2 separate regions of the Danio rerio genome follow, and region 1 is linked to region 2. The links are chromatin contacts, called in public Micro-C maps. All regions are on one chromosome and are shown on one strand. Each heading gives the region's core, a stretch centred on a gene start, on an enhancer-like site or on the middle of the called end of the contact. The rest is flanking DNA. Distances are from core to core; before and after follow the strand shown. Region 1 holds the start of tbc1d15 (TBC1 domain family, member 15). Region 2 overlaps swap70b (switching B cell complex subunit SWAP70b).

Evidence for each region. A called contact is a pair of places that touch in the nucleus more often than the background predicts.
Region 1: a Micro-C map of caudal fin shows a contact between it and region 2, with 8 times the contacts expected there. The contact joins the promoter of tbc1d15 here to the enhancer-like site in region 2. A contact is called at or near these places in 2 of 18 Hi-C or Micro-C datasets (caudal fin and an unstated tissue).

Annotation. Positions count from the first base shown.
Region 1 is chr18:18,400,374-18,406,183 of GRCz12tu, reverse strand. It overlaps tbc1d15 (TBC1 domain family, member 15), which reads left to right and starts at 1,948. Exons shown (of 17, transcript NM_001172625.1): 1 at 1,948-1,986; 2 at 3,576-3,671; 3 at 5,250-5,321; 4 at 5,471-5,612; 5 at 5,793-5,810. The coding sequence starts at 1,963. It overlaps chtf8 (CTF8, chromosome transmission fidelity factor 8 homolog (S. cerevisiae)), which reads right to left and starts at 836. Exons shown (of 3, transcript NM_001044336.3): 1 at 590-836; 2 at 379-496. The coding sequence starts at 612.
Region 2 is chr18:18,262,764-18,269,090 of GRCz12tu, reverse strand. It overlaps swap70b (switching B cell complex subunit SWAP70b), which reads left to right. Exons shown (of 12, transcript NM_001044986.1): 9 at 1-14; 10 at 4,798-4,996; 11 at 5,335-5,431. Among named protein-coding and RNA genes, the nearest start is that of swap70b, 35 kb to the left of the region's middle. Within about 2 kb of position 1,835, at least 5 of the 62 cell types and tissues checked have an H3K27ac peak or open chromatin away from gene starts, as enhancers often do.

The DNA of each region.
Region 1 (5,810 bases), core at 699-3,198, 140 kb before region 2:
TGGAAACGCTGCTTTATTCGATAATCCAGTTTTGTGCATAAAGTTCATTCAAGTTTTGGATGGAAACAGCTACTGACAGACACGTGGGAACGCTGGGCGGGGATAACCATCATTAAAGGCACAGGCAACAAAAACAGCTAAAATGTTTTCAGAGCAGAAAATTCTGAACAGAAAATCTTTTGAAAGGTATAATAAATAATCTGATGGGTGTTTTGAGCTGCAACTTTACAGACATTCTGGAGACACAAAAGACTCATCTTAAATCTTGAAAAAGGGTTAAAATAGGTGTCCTTTAATGGTGGAATTTGGAAAACCTTTTTATTATTCATTTATCGTATTTAGCTCTGGAACATGTCCAGTTATTACAGAAGGACTAACCTCTTTAGTGTAGTGCAGGTCCCCCATCAGATTTCCTGCTAGTCCAGTGTTTTGTCTGGACACCATTTCTCCCTGCAGCTCCACCAACAGCCACTCAGCAGGGCTTTCACCGGCATTACTGAGAAATATATCGAAACTCTGTTAAACAAGCACTTTTAAGACAATATTGTTAGATTAGGTAAGTTAAGACAAGGCAAGTCTTCACACCAACCTCGAGATGACTATTTGAACCATTCTGTGTCAGGATATGTTCCTCAAATCACACACTTCTTTCTATTTTGTAGAACTTCTCATCTGAAATGCTGATAAAAGAAGTCAGATATAACCTTCACGACTGACCGTGTCTACATAACTTCACTGATAATTACAAAAGGAAGTAAACACACTCGCATGTCCTGTCCGTGTATTCTGCAAGATCTTTTGGCACGCAAGATTCCCGCCAGTTGGACGTGTTTTTCAAAATAAAAGTTCCTTTGGAACATGTACCACTAGAGGGCAATCAAGGATCGTTTGAAAAGCAGAATTCTGTCACCCTTCACTTGTTTCAAACCTGTTTAAGTTTCCTTCTCTTTCTTTCTTTCTTTCTTTCTTTCTTTCTTTCTTTCTTTCTTTCTTTCTTTCTTTCTTTCTTTACTTTGTAAAAAGCGGGAATCTGTAGATATTGACTTCAATAGTATTTGTTTTTTTTACTTTAGTTTTCAACATTCTTCAAAATCTCCTCTTTAGCGTTTAACAAAATAAAGAAACTCGTTAAGGTTTTAGAACTAACTTAGGGTGATTCAATAGTGAGTAAAATATATTTCATTTTTCGATAAACTTACACTTTAAGTTGTTTTTAGATTAATAATTTTACGTCAAAAGCTCAGTAGATTATTTTGAGGTATTTTTCCTTCAAAGACCTTAAAATAGATTGTGATTCCTGTTTAATTGAGAATAGTACAATTAAAATTATTTTCTTACAAATAATGTGTTTGGTGCGTCCAAAAACACACTTTTACTATTCTGAAAACCATTGTTTATTCTCAAAGAGGTAATAAAGGCACAATTCGAATGTAATAATGGCATTTCAATTTTGGCAAAATTAATATAATACAAAAGAAAAATACAAAGCATAGTTAACCATTGCAACAACTTATTCCAACAACTAACTTTCTTTCTTTCTTTCTTTCTTTCTTTCTTTCTTTCTTTCTTTCTTTCTTTCTTTCTTTCTTTCTATCTTTCTTTCTTTCTTTCTTTCTTCTTCGTATCATTATTATATGTTTGGCGAATCAAAAACACTTTTACTACAGCAATAAAGGCAAAGCTCGAATGTAATTTCATCTGAAATTTACATTTTGGCGGAAGTACTATAATATGAAAGGAAAATACAAAATCCCAACCATTGCAACAACTTTATTCATTTCTTCATCTTCTTGTTATTGCTAATGATGTAATATAATAATATAATATAATTATTATTATGCTATTGCTAACGATGGCAGTGCGCTTGCGCGTCGTTGGCCATGCGGAAAATGACTCGTCAGTGTTGTTGTGGGTCGCTGACAGGCACGTGAGCGGTGCTACGTCGTCTATTTAGCAGTCGACATGGCGGCCACAACTCCTCCCAAGGTACAGAGCATGCTGCTTTTCAAGCGAATACTCGGTCAAAACTATATATTATTCGGGTTTACAAGTATTTTTATGTGGGTCTTTAATAGGGTTTTGTGTTTGACTAGTTTTGAGCCGTCGGTGTTGAGGAATAGATGATACACTGATCTAGGAAGCTGCTGTGTTTAGCAACAGTTAGCCTGACTGCTAGCAGCCAAACACTGACATACAGCTGATCAAACTGTGAAAAACACGGACGTCAGAAGAGGCGTCTCTGGTGTTGATAACGCCACAGCTTCAATATCGATCGTGTTTAAAACGCGTGGCCAGTAAAACAAATAATGGGAGAGTTGTGCCTGTGCTTTAGCTAGTGTTGAGTCATGAACTGGCTAGTAGATTTATGAACATCATAAACATATTTTTGACTACGTGCTGGACAGTTTGTCTGCTGCTTTACGTACTGACAGGTCCATGAGAAATCTAGTAGTCAGTTTTATGATATTGTGTACCAGAACCTCATGTTCGCTATTGAGATAAAGTTGGTTTTATGTTCGCATATTCAGACTTTCTCCTAAATAATATATTTTCAGCAAAGTAATATTTGCTAATTTAAAATGGCAAAATCACGTTAGCAGCCAATGTCTGTTAAAGTACAACATTGTTCAAAGTCAAATTGTGCTAATGTTTTTTTTTTTTTTATCATACCTGCATGTGATTTCATGCGGAATATCAAAGTACCATGGTAAACAATATAGAGAGCTTGTCACTTGTCAAAGAAGTGCGAATATAAAACCAACTTTACCTCAGTATTTTCGCTTTTATCGTTTTCTCGTGTTGCTTCTCATAGATGAGCAAGTGTTTTGCCAACCGTGATTTTTATTTTACCATATCACCATAAAATTACACCATATACAGTTCAAATATGAATATCTCATGTTTTCTCAGTTTTCTCAGTTTTTCTGCCTAGGTATGTCTATTTTTAATTTAAGGAAGTTTGCAAGAACTTGTTTGTGTGGAATCAACAGCTGTTAATTCCTTAAAGGGATAGATGGGTCACTCAACAATAAAAACTGCCAGCTTACTCAATCTCAAGCTATTCAAGATGTTGATGACTTTCTTCCAGAAAAACATTGAAGATTTTGAGCTGAAAGTGTCTTGGATGTCAAATCAAAGGCTACCCTAACTGACACACACACACAAAAAAAAACAATGACATACGGGCGAAACAAAATTAAAACCCACAACTCCTTGTGATACATAGAGCTCTTGTGTACAGACACAAATGGTCTGTGCCAGAAACCTGACATTATGTATAACAATGTTACTTAAAGTCTACATATAACTTCAGCAGTCAGTGTAAAATATTAATTTTGCCTTTCAATGTTTGTTCAATGCCTGATGTATTGAGCGTGAGTTACATTTTGGACAAACCATCCTTTTAAATGCAAACCTCAGACTACCTTACCTTATAAGGCACAGTGAATGGAGAACTGAAACAAGATCTTGAAATGTTTGTTTGCTGTCCCATTTAAAAAGAATAATGTTTCTGATCTCTAATACTTGATCAATCTAATGCTCCATCAATCGATAATTATTGTTTTGTTATGCAGGTGGTGTTTGAACATGAGGGAGTTTTTATTCACTCGTCTCCAGATGAATCCGAGGATCAGGATTTAATATCAGGATTCCTGAGGATTGTTGAGAAGGTTTGGTGGTTTTCAGTTGTTGTTTTTTTCTTTGCGAATGATTTTATATATGAGCAATATATATGCAATTGTCAACCTTGTCATGATAAAAAATCAGGGTTTCACCAAAATAGCAAAACCCTTTCCTACATTTTTTGTGTAAGCAAGTATTTTAGACTACTTTAAAGATACTCAAAAATGTGTCAATGTTTTCAAACTATTATACTTAATTTACCAAAATCACACAAGTGGCGATTTCACATCTGTCACATCTATATTGGAGAGACGTCATGTCCGTACCCAAGTTTTTTCCTCATAAATGCAAAAATGTAAAATAAAATGAAATTAGTCATTTTTGTTCTGTAGTAAGCCGAGTCTTATCTTTTTGATTAGCATCATTTCTTTTGGGTTGTGCAGTTTAATTCACAGAATTTCTACAAAGTATTTTGTGTACTGTAAACTTGCAAACTTTTTTGGTCATATTCATAATGCATGTTTGTTTTTCTCAATTAAAATATAAAAAATGTTTACAGATTGATATTTTTCTGATCCCATAACTCTGTGGTTAGTTGTTTTGAAAAATATACAGATGTTTGAATATAATGTTAAAGTATATACTTTCTCTGTGTATTTGTGTTTTAAGGTTTACCGCAAATGTCACATCCATAATCCACATCCATAACACTAAATATGTTTTTACACTGTTTGACTCATTACCAAGCCAGTCAGTCACGCATAGGACGTTATACCACATTCTTGTGTAATTGTTATGTTAGGGCAGCTAATACACTGCAAAAACAGTGCACATCGCAAAATTAAAAAAATATAAATAAATTCCCCAAGGCTTTACTCAAAAATACAGTGAATTTATTATGAGTTAAAAACATATTAAAAATAGATAGATAGATATTTTCCCACTGCAACGTATGAAACATTAATGAAATGTATTCCTGCCATGGAAAAATGAATTTTTAGTTCCTAAAACTGTAGTCTCAGTCTTATGTGATGCTTAATAGTGATTGTAAAGGCACTTTAAATCAACATCAAAGTACTAGGGACAATAAAAGCCGACAGTGTTGTCGCTTCGAATCAGCTGCATCTCGGCTGAAAAGCTGTGCTTAAACACAGTTGCACTACGTTCTGCCCCTTTATGTAATAAAATAATTATGCTTAATATTTTTTGGATACTGCTTTACAGAGGGAAGGGCATCCGCTGTGTAAAATATATGCTAGAATAGTTGGCGGTTCGTTCCACTGTGGCGACTCCTGATTGATAATGGTCTAAGCTAAAGCAAAATGAATTAATTAATTAATTTTTGTGGATTCCCACATAGATTTCTGTATGATCATTTGTTTAATAGTCGTTTTAGAACTTTAGTTGTTTAATGTTTAAAAAAATTGAATTTATTGACGTATTAATAGTTTGTAACATTATATCTTTTAAAATAAATACACCTTTAATGATTAAAAGTATGAATTTCTCTCCAATAAGACCCATTTTGTAAATATTAGTCTAAATATCGTAAATGGAAACCTCATAGCCATCTAACAACACTCCTCCAATATCTTTTTGTTTGATTGTTTCTTCTGTATCTGTAGGAAGGTGAAACCCTTGTGGAATATAAACCCCTAGAGGATGCAGATCCCTCAAACATGCTGTGTGCCTGCAAGGTTTGTTAGTTCACTCATCTGTGAGAGTTTGCATATTTAAATTGACTGAGAGTTCAAATATCTCCGACAGTTTCTCTGTGCTTTATGGTATGATTGAGAATGGCTCTTTATTGAGATCACCTGATTTCTGTTTATATGATTGTGTGAAGGACTCCAGCTCAGTGGTGGAATGGACACAAAGTTCAGAAGAAAACCCTCATCGTCCTGTTGACCATCAGCTAAGCTATGAAACAGAGTGGGACATGATCAATGCGGTCTCATTCCGGAGAAAAGTCCATGCAAATGGAGATGGTAAAGCAATTGCACATCTCTATATAAACCCTCTTTTTTTTATCAAATCGCTGTCACTGTGCATTTTCTCTCACACATATAATGCTAATTCAGCCTGTAAATTGTGTCTTTTCCTTTTTTTTTCTTAACCTGAAGATAAAAATCTAAAACGGTAACTAAGTGTATTATTTATTTTGACAGGTGGATCAAATCACGTGA
Region 2 (6,327 bases), core at 586-3,085:
AAACTACAGGCCAGGTATGCTGGCTTTTTTTTTGTTGGCTTTAAAATGTGGAGTGAATTATATTTCATATGATTAATTATTGAGGGGTAATAAATGAAAAAAGGATACCAATTATTATAACAGGCTGAGGTTGTGGAAACAAATTGTTAATTCCAAATATGCTCTGAGCTCCGCAGTTCAGCTAACACAACTGTAAATGAATAACTACGGACTAAATTAAATGCAGTTTATCTTGCTTTACTTTCACAGGCCTGATAATCCATGCTCAGTCTTTTTCTTTATGGAATACATATATCTCAACAAAGTCAACTTTTTTTTAATGTAAAATGAGAAATATAAGTCTTAAGTATGTCTGTTTAAGTAATATAAGTCTGCTCCCTATAAATTTGCATTTGGAGAACATAATGACATTTTGTGTTCCCTTCAAACTACTAAAGCACTTTTTTGGTCTTCAAAATGTCTTGAATTTATCTTGATGAAATTTGAAATTTTAGCATTGTATTTTAATATATGGATACAAAATAACTTGATCATAAACCATTTTTTGTAGTTGTTGCATATCCGATTGGAACCTGATAATGGTTAGAAAAAGAATCCAAGCATGGCTAGAAAGTTATGAAATTCTGATGCCTTTTTGACATTTATTCATTCACAGGTCATGCATCCTCCATATCAACCATTTAATTCTTGACATCAACAAAGCGTTTTTGAATTACTGCTTATAGATAACACTGCTAAAAATAATAACATTATACAAATGCAAATTGTCATGAATAAACTGGAAAAAGCTGAAAAGGGGTATTGGTTTTTATATTTATGTAGAAAATAATATTTTTTGTAACATTTTAATCCTTTAATTTTTTTCATATGTAAAGATATTTGTGTATTGCTGTACGTCCTGTGTGTAGCAATGTATAAGCATTTGAATCCACATAGGCGCATTACCAACATGCTCTGCACTGAACTATACCAGATTTTAGTTGGTCAATGGCACATTTTATTTTAGTTTTTCAAAATAGCAACGTGCCAACAATGCGCCTTAACATACCTCTTTTTTAGACCGACACAGCCATGAGTCCACAAGTGGTGCAAATGGATTCGCTATTTAAACACTGTGGCGCAACATGTGAAATTTAGGGTTGCGCTGGTCTTAAAATAGTAAAAACACGTCTAAACACATCTTATGATAGAGCCCTTCATGTTCGTCATGTTTTCTGGCTTTTTTAAAGCATTTAAAAACATTTGGGCTGTTTTGCCTATGCTTCATTAATAATAATAATAAAAATAATTTAAATATACTCTAAATGTGTTTTGATAAAACAATTAGACACACACACAAAAAAATACTTTTACAGTCAACATTTCAAGTGGATCAAAACCTTTCACCAAAATTGTCCAAACACTATTGAAAAAAAAAAACATTTTTGTCCTAAAAACTTTTTTGTCCACCTTAAATTGACTACTGTATAGCATAGCTGTGCAGTTATGGCTTGATCAAACTTTAAAAAGTAAGGTCATGTGACACCTGGATCAGGTCAGTTTACAGAGGACCGTCTATTTCCTTGTAAGGTGGGAAGTTAGAGAAGCATCACAAACACATGAGGATGTCTGAGACGTCTGTTCACGTCTGCAGTTCCTGTTCCCTGTCTCACCCTACAAAAACCAGCAGTCTTCCTGTGTTTGTGCTGACCAATCACCAGCTCATCACTTTACTAAACACACAATTGCTTTTATAACCAGTGTGTGAATCCCCCTCATTTTCACACTCCCACATCCATAATCTTTTAGTCATTGTTAAAATGTGTATTTTGTTTATACAGCAGGTCAAATGTGAGTTTGTAAACTGTTAAAAGAATCTTACATTTACTTCAAGCTTTATGAACGACTCACAATTGTGGGAACTACTGACAGTCAGTTTCAATTTCAACATGTGAACAATCTGTAAATGCAAGGTTTGTGAGTTATTCAGAACTGAATTATGAATCACACAAAACATCCTGAGTATGAATAGGCATAGTCCAGTATAAGATTCTGACGGTATGATAACCTTGGATAAAAATACCCCGGTTTCACTGTATCATGGTATTGTGCTCACTGCTCTAAAATACATTATTTGTAAATGTCTGGGTAAAAAACAAAAACTTTTTTCCTCTTTGAAAACAATATATTTTATTTTTTTAAAACATTTTTGTATAATATTTTGGAACAGTAAACATGTCAAATGAACATGTCAAATGAGTCATTGACTTCTGCTGTCTTCATTTGCTTCAATAACAGATTTCTTTACATTTTAAAATGGCATCTTTGGATATTTTTATGCTGGAGATACTGTTATTACACATACCTTAGAAACGGTATTACAGGAAACTTTGGCGGTTTTTAAAACCTTGACCTTTCCAAACCGCGGTATACCTTGAAAACGGTTATCATCTCATGCCTATGAATCAAGAGCAGGGGTGCCCAAACTTTTTCTTATGAAGGGCCAAAAACCAAACTTGATTAAGGCTAGTGGGCCAAAGATAAACATAGTTGCCATGGGTGATTTACAGTACATTTTTAACATTTTATAATGAACTTATTAACAGTAAAAATGAAAACAATCTAATTTATAACAGAATTACACTGTCTTTGCAGACATTGGCTTGATTTACTCGCCAACATTGTCTGCATAATTCTCTATCCATTGAGTGACAGTATTTACATTTTAAAAAATCAAATCCATTCATTCATTTTCCTTTATTTCTTTACTCCAGCATATGTTTTACGCAGCGGATGCCATTCCAGCAGTACCCAGTACAGGAAAAAAATCTTATTCATATAAAACATTTCATTAAAACATTTAATTTGTTTGCTCTTTTGTAGCTCTGCTATAAAACAAAGAAATAAAAATATGTTAAGTCGATCTCTATGTTCTCTGATCTCTTTGTTAAAGGCATTTGCCCCTCTCCATCATTTTCACTTTCTTCTCAGATGGGATGGTGGGCAAATCAAAGGTTACAATTGGCCAATTTTGGCCCATGGGCCCAACTTTGGGCATCTCTTATCAAAAGAGTAAACAGGATACAGAATTATAGTCTGTAATAAAGTCATTTTTTTTAAACTATAGCTTTTTATATTTTTATCACATTATTATCATCACATTTGTATCATCACATCACAAATTTGTTTTGGTCATAATTTGCTGTTTATAGACAGTAATTCTGAGGTAAAGCACATGTATTTAAAAAAGTGGTGTTTTTACAAAAAGATTACAATACAGAATAGAGAGAGTGCATTTAGGCCACACCCACAAAAAAGTTGTAAATATTAAATTGTTTCGCATGGAGTTGGATCATTTCTCCAACTAAAGAAGTAGGGAAAAGGGGTCATAACATAGACCAGGGGTGGGTAAACTTTTTTCAGCAAAGAGCCATTTCTGATATTTTTGCCAAATTCATTTTTTAAAAGACCCATTGGGGTATATATATATATATATATATATATATATATATATATATATATATATATATATATATATATATATATATATATATATATACGCATATATTTACCCCAATAAGATACGACTACTATAAATAAAACAGGTTTAAACTAAACCTTTATTTATGTTCATGCACAACTCAAAAATAAACATATATGAAGCATCGTCATGTTGAGCAAGTCCATGAATGAAGAAAGAACATTTATTCTGGTAAATAAACTCTTTTTTTTTTTTTTTTTTGAAAAGCAAAACAATTTAAAATAAACAAACAATTTACTTTTATAAAAAACACATAGTTGCTTGAAATTATTCAAAATAAATATGCGGCAGTAATTTTGGCTAGTTTTAAAGAACATATATTATTGTTATTATATTCATTTTCACTAGTTTTAAAGAACAAAAATAATATTATTGAGTAAACAAAAGACAAAACAACGTATGTTTATATGGTAACCACGCACACACATTAGCCCTTTATTGGTGTCACGATTAAAGTTTATCCACAGCTCTGCTCACGTGTATTAGTCGAAACGTAAAAATTGTAATTGTATTTTCAATAGGAAACTGATTTCTAGTGATTGGTTATAATTTTTTAAACTGTAAAATATTATTGAGACAGCTGGAGAACCATGGATTTTTGCTCGAAGAGCCACATGTGGCTTGAGAGCCATAGGTCCCCTACCACTGATATTGACTAATACATTTCACTTTCTCTATATATCTCCTTCGCCTCATTTCCGCAACAATCCTTTGAGATGGTTAAAAATGATGAATGTTTCCTCTCGCCAACTACATTTCATTGCTGTGGGCATAACAGTTGTTTTCTAATAAATATTACACGCTGCTCTCTGTTATTGTGTCATTTTTGGTGGGTCAGGAAAACATTGTTTTAGGTTTTTTTAGCTTGCTTACTATTCACCTTGTCACATAGCAGTTTTTAGACATTGTTTGCTCTTTGTTGTTCGTCAGAAATGGCAAGGAGACAGCTTCCCACAATACTAACTCAATGGAATAGGTTGGATTGTTCGGTGGGTGGGGCCTTCTGATTACAATGTGATGCTCAACCAATCAGAATCAAGGACAAGAATGACTTGTTTCATGAATTATACATTTTGCACAATCCTGTCAGTAGTATCTCACTAAGATACGATGACAAATCATTTGTAATATATACTTGTTTTGTGGTAATTAATAGGGTATTCTGCTTACTCCCTACAATCTTCTATTAGTCACTACCTCTTTAGATCTAATAAAGATGTAAAGGAGCTGTGTATTGGCACGTGCAGATATGAGCATGTGTTTTTCTGTGTCTGCAGGCTGCTGGAGGAGGAAGTGTCCAAGCGTGCAGAGCTGGAGGAGATTCACCTCTATCAGCAGCAGACCATTTCTCAGACACAGGCAGAGAAGCAGGAGCTGGAGCGAGAGCGTCTGGCCAAGGAGAGCGCTTTAGAGTCCGCCATGCAGCAGCTGCATCAGCTGGAGGCAGACAGACAGGGAGCTCTGGAGCAATATCAGGTCCACTGCCTCATTGTACTACACTGTAAAAATTCTGGGTTTCATATAATTCCTTCATGCTCCTCAACACAAATCGATAAAGTTAACTTGTAGATTAAGTTAATTGTGGATTGAATATAAAACATTTAAGTTGTCCCCCCCCCAAAAAAAACTGAAAGAATTGTGTTGATTCAGCTCATTTTAAATAAGTAGTTAGGACATTTTTGTGTGTATTTGTGTGTGTACACTGCAGAAAAAAAAATCCTGCCTGTGTAGTCTGCCATCTGCTGGTTGAATGGAGCAATGCCACTGCTCTTGTGTGTTCTTCTGATGGTAGGTTTGTGTTTTTGTGTGAGCAGGAGGTCATGAAGAAACTATCAGATGCTGCCAATAATACAAAGAGCTGGAAGGACAAAGTGGCTCAGCATGAAGGACTCATAAGACTCATTCAGCCAGGTGATGATCTTTTCTCAGTATTCAGATCATGGTGTCACTTGTGCACAATAAAAAAGCAGTTTCTCATTTCCTAAACACGTTGCAAATGCTTTTGTACATGCATGCAAATGAATATGTACAATCCTCTGATGTTTTCTGCATTATAAATTGGTTAAAATGTATGATTTTAGTCTCTGTTGAATTGTTTCACCCTCAACAACATTCAGTCGTTTGTTCATGGTTTGTTCTCATCTTTACATGCAAAATGGCTGAACAAGTTGTCATATTTTTATTGCCATAAAGCATTTTCCTATACATTTACATTAGACTTTTTTTCTAAATCTGTTTAAAATTGATACGTTTCTCCCAGTTAATTTTGGACTTTTTTTCTACTGAAGGTGCATCTCAGAGAAGATTCTCCAATGTTCACATTTCTATTTTTGTTTTGTTGTACTTTTGAGAGATGAACTAAGGATTTTGAGCAAGAGACAGACTTTGCAGGTCATCCATGGTGTTTTTCTTTGAGAAATGCTTTTACTGTTTTGCCAATTTTAATTCTGATCTGAGAAATGTACCAAAACGACAAAAGCTAATATACATTTATTTACAAATTTGTTCATTTAAGAACTTTTATTTCTTTACCATCTCCTCGCATATGATCTTTTAAAAATGTTATTTTTATGCCTAATTCATATAAAGACTGGGCACTGTTTGACAAAAAAGGGACAGAATTAAACAATGCATTATTCACATCAAGTTAAAAAAAAATATTATATAATATAATATTATAAAAAAATAAATAAATAAATAAATAACAATAATATTAATAGTATTAATAATACAATTCATGCTAACAATAATAATTTAATATAACAGTATTATTATTATTATTATTGTTATTATTATTTTTTTTTTTA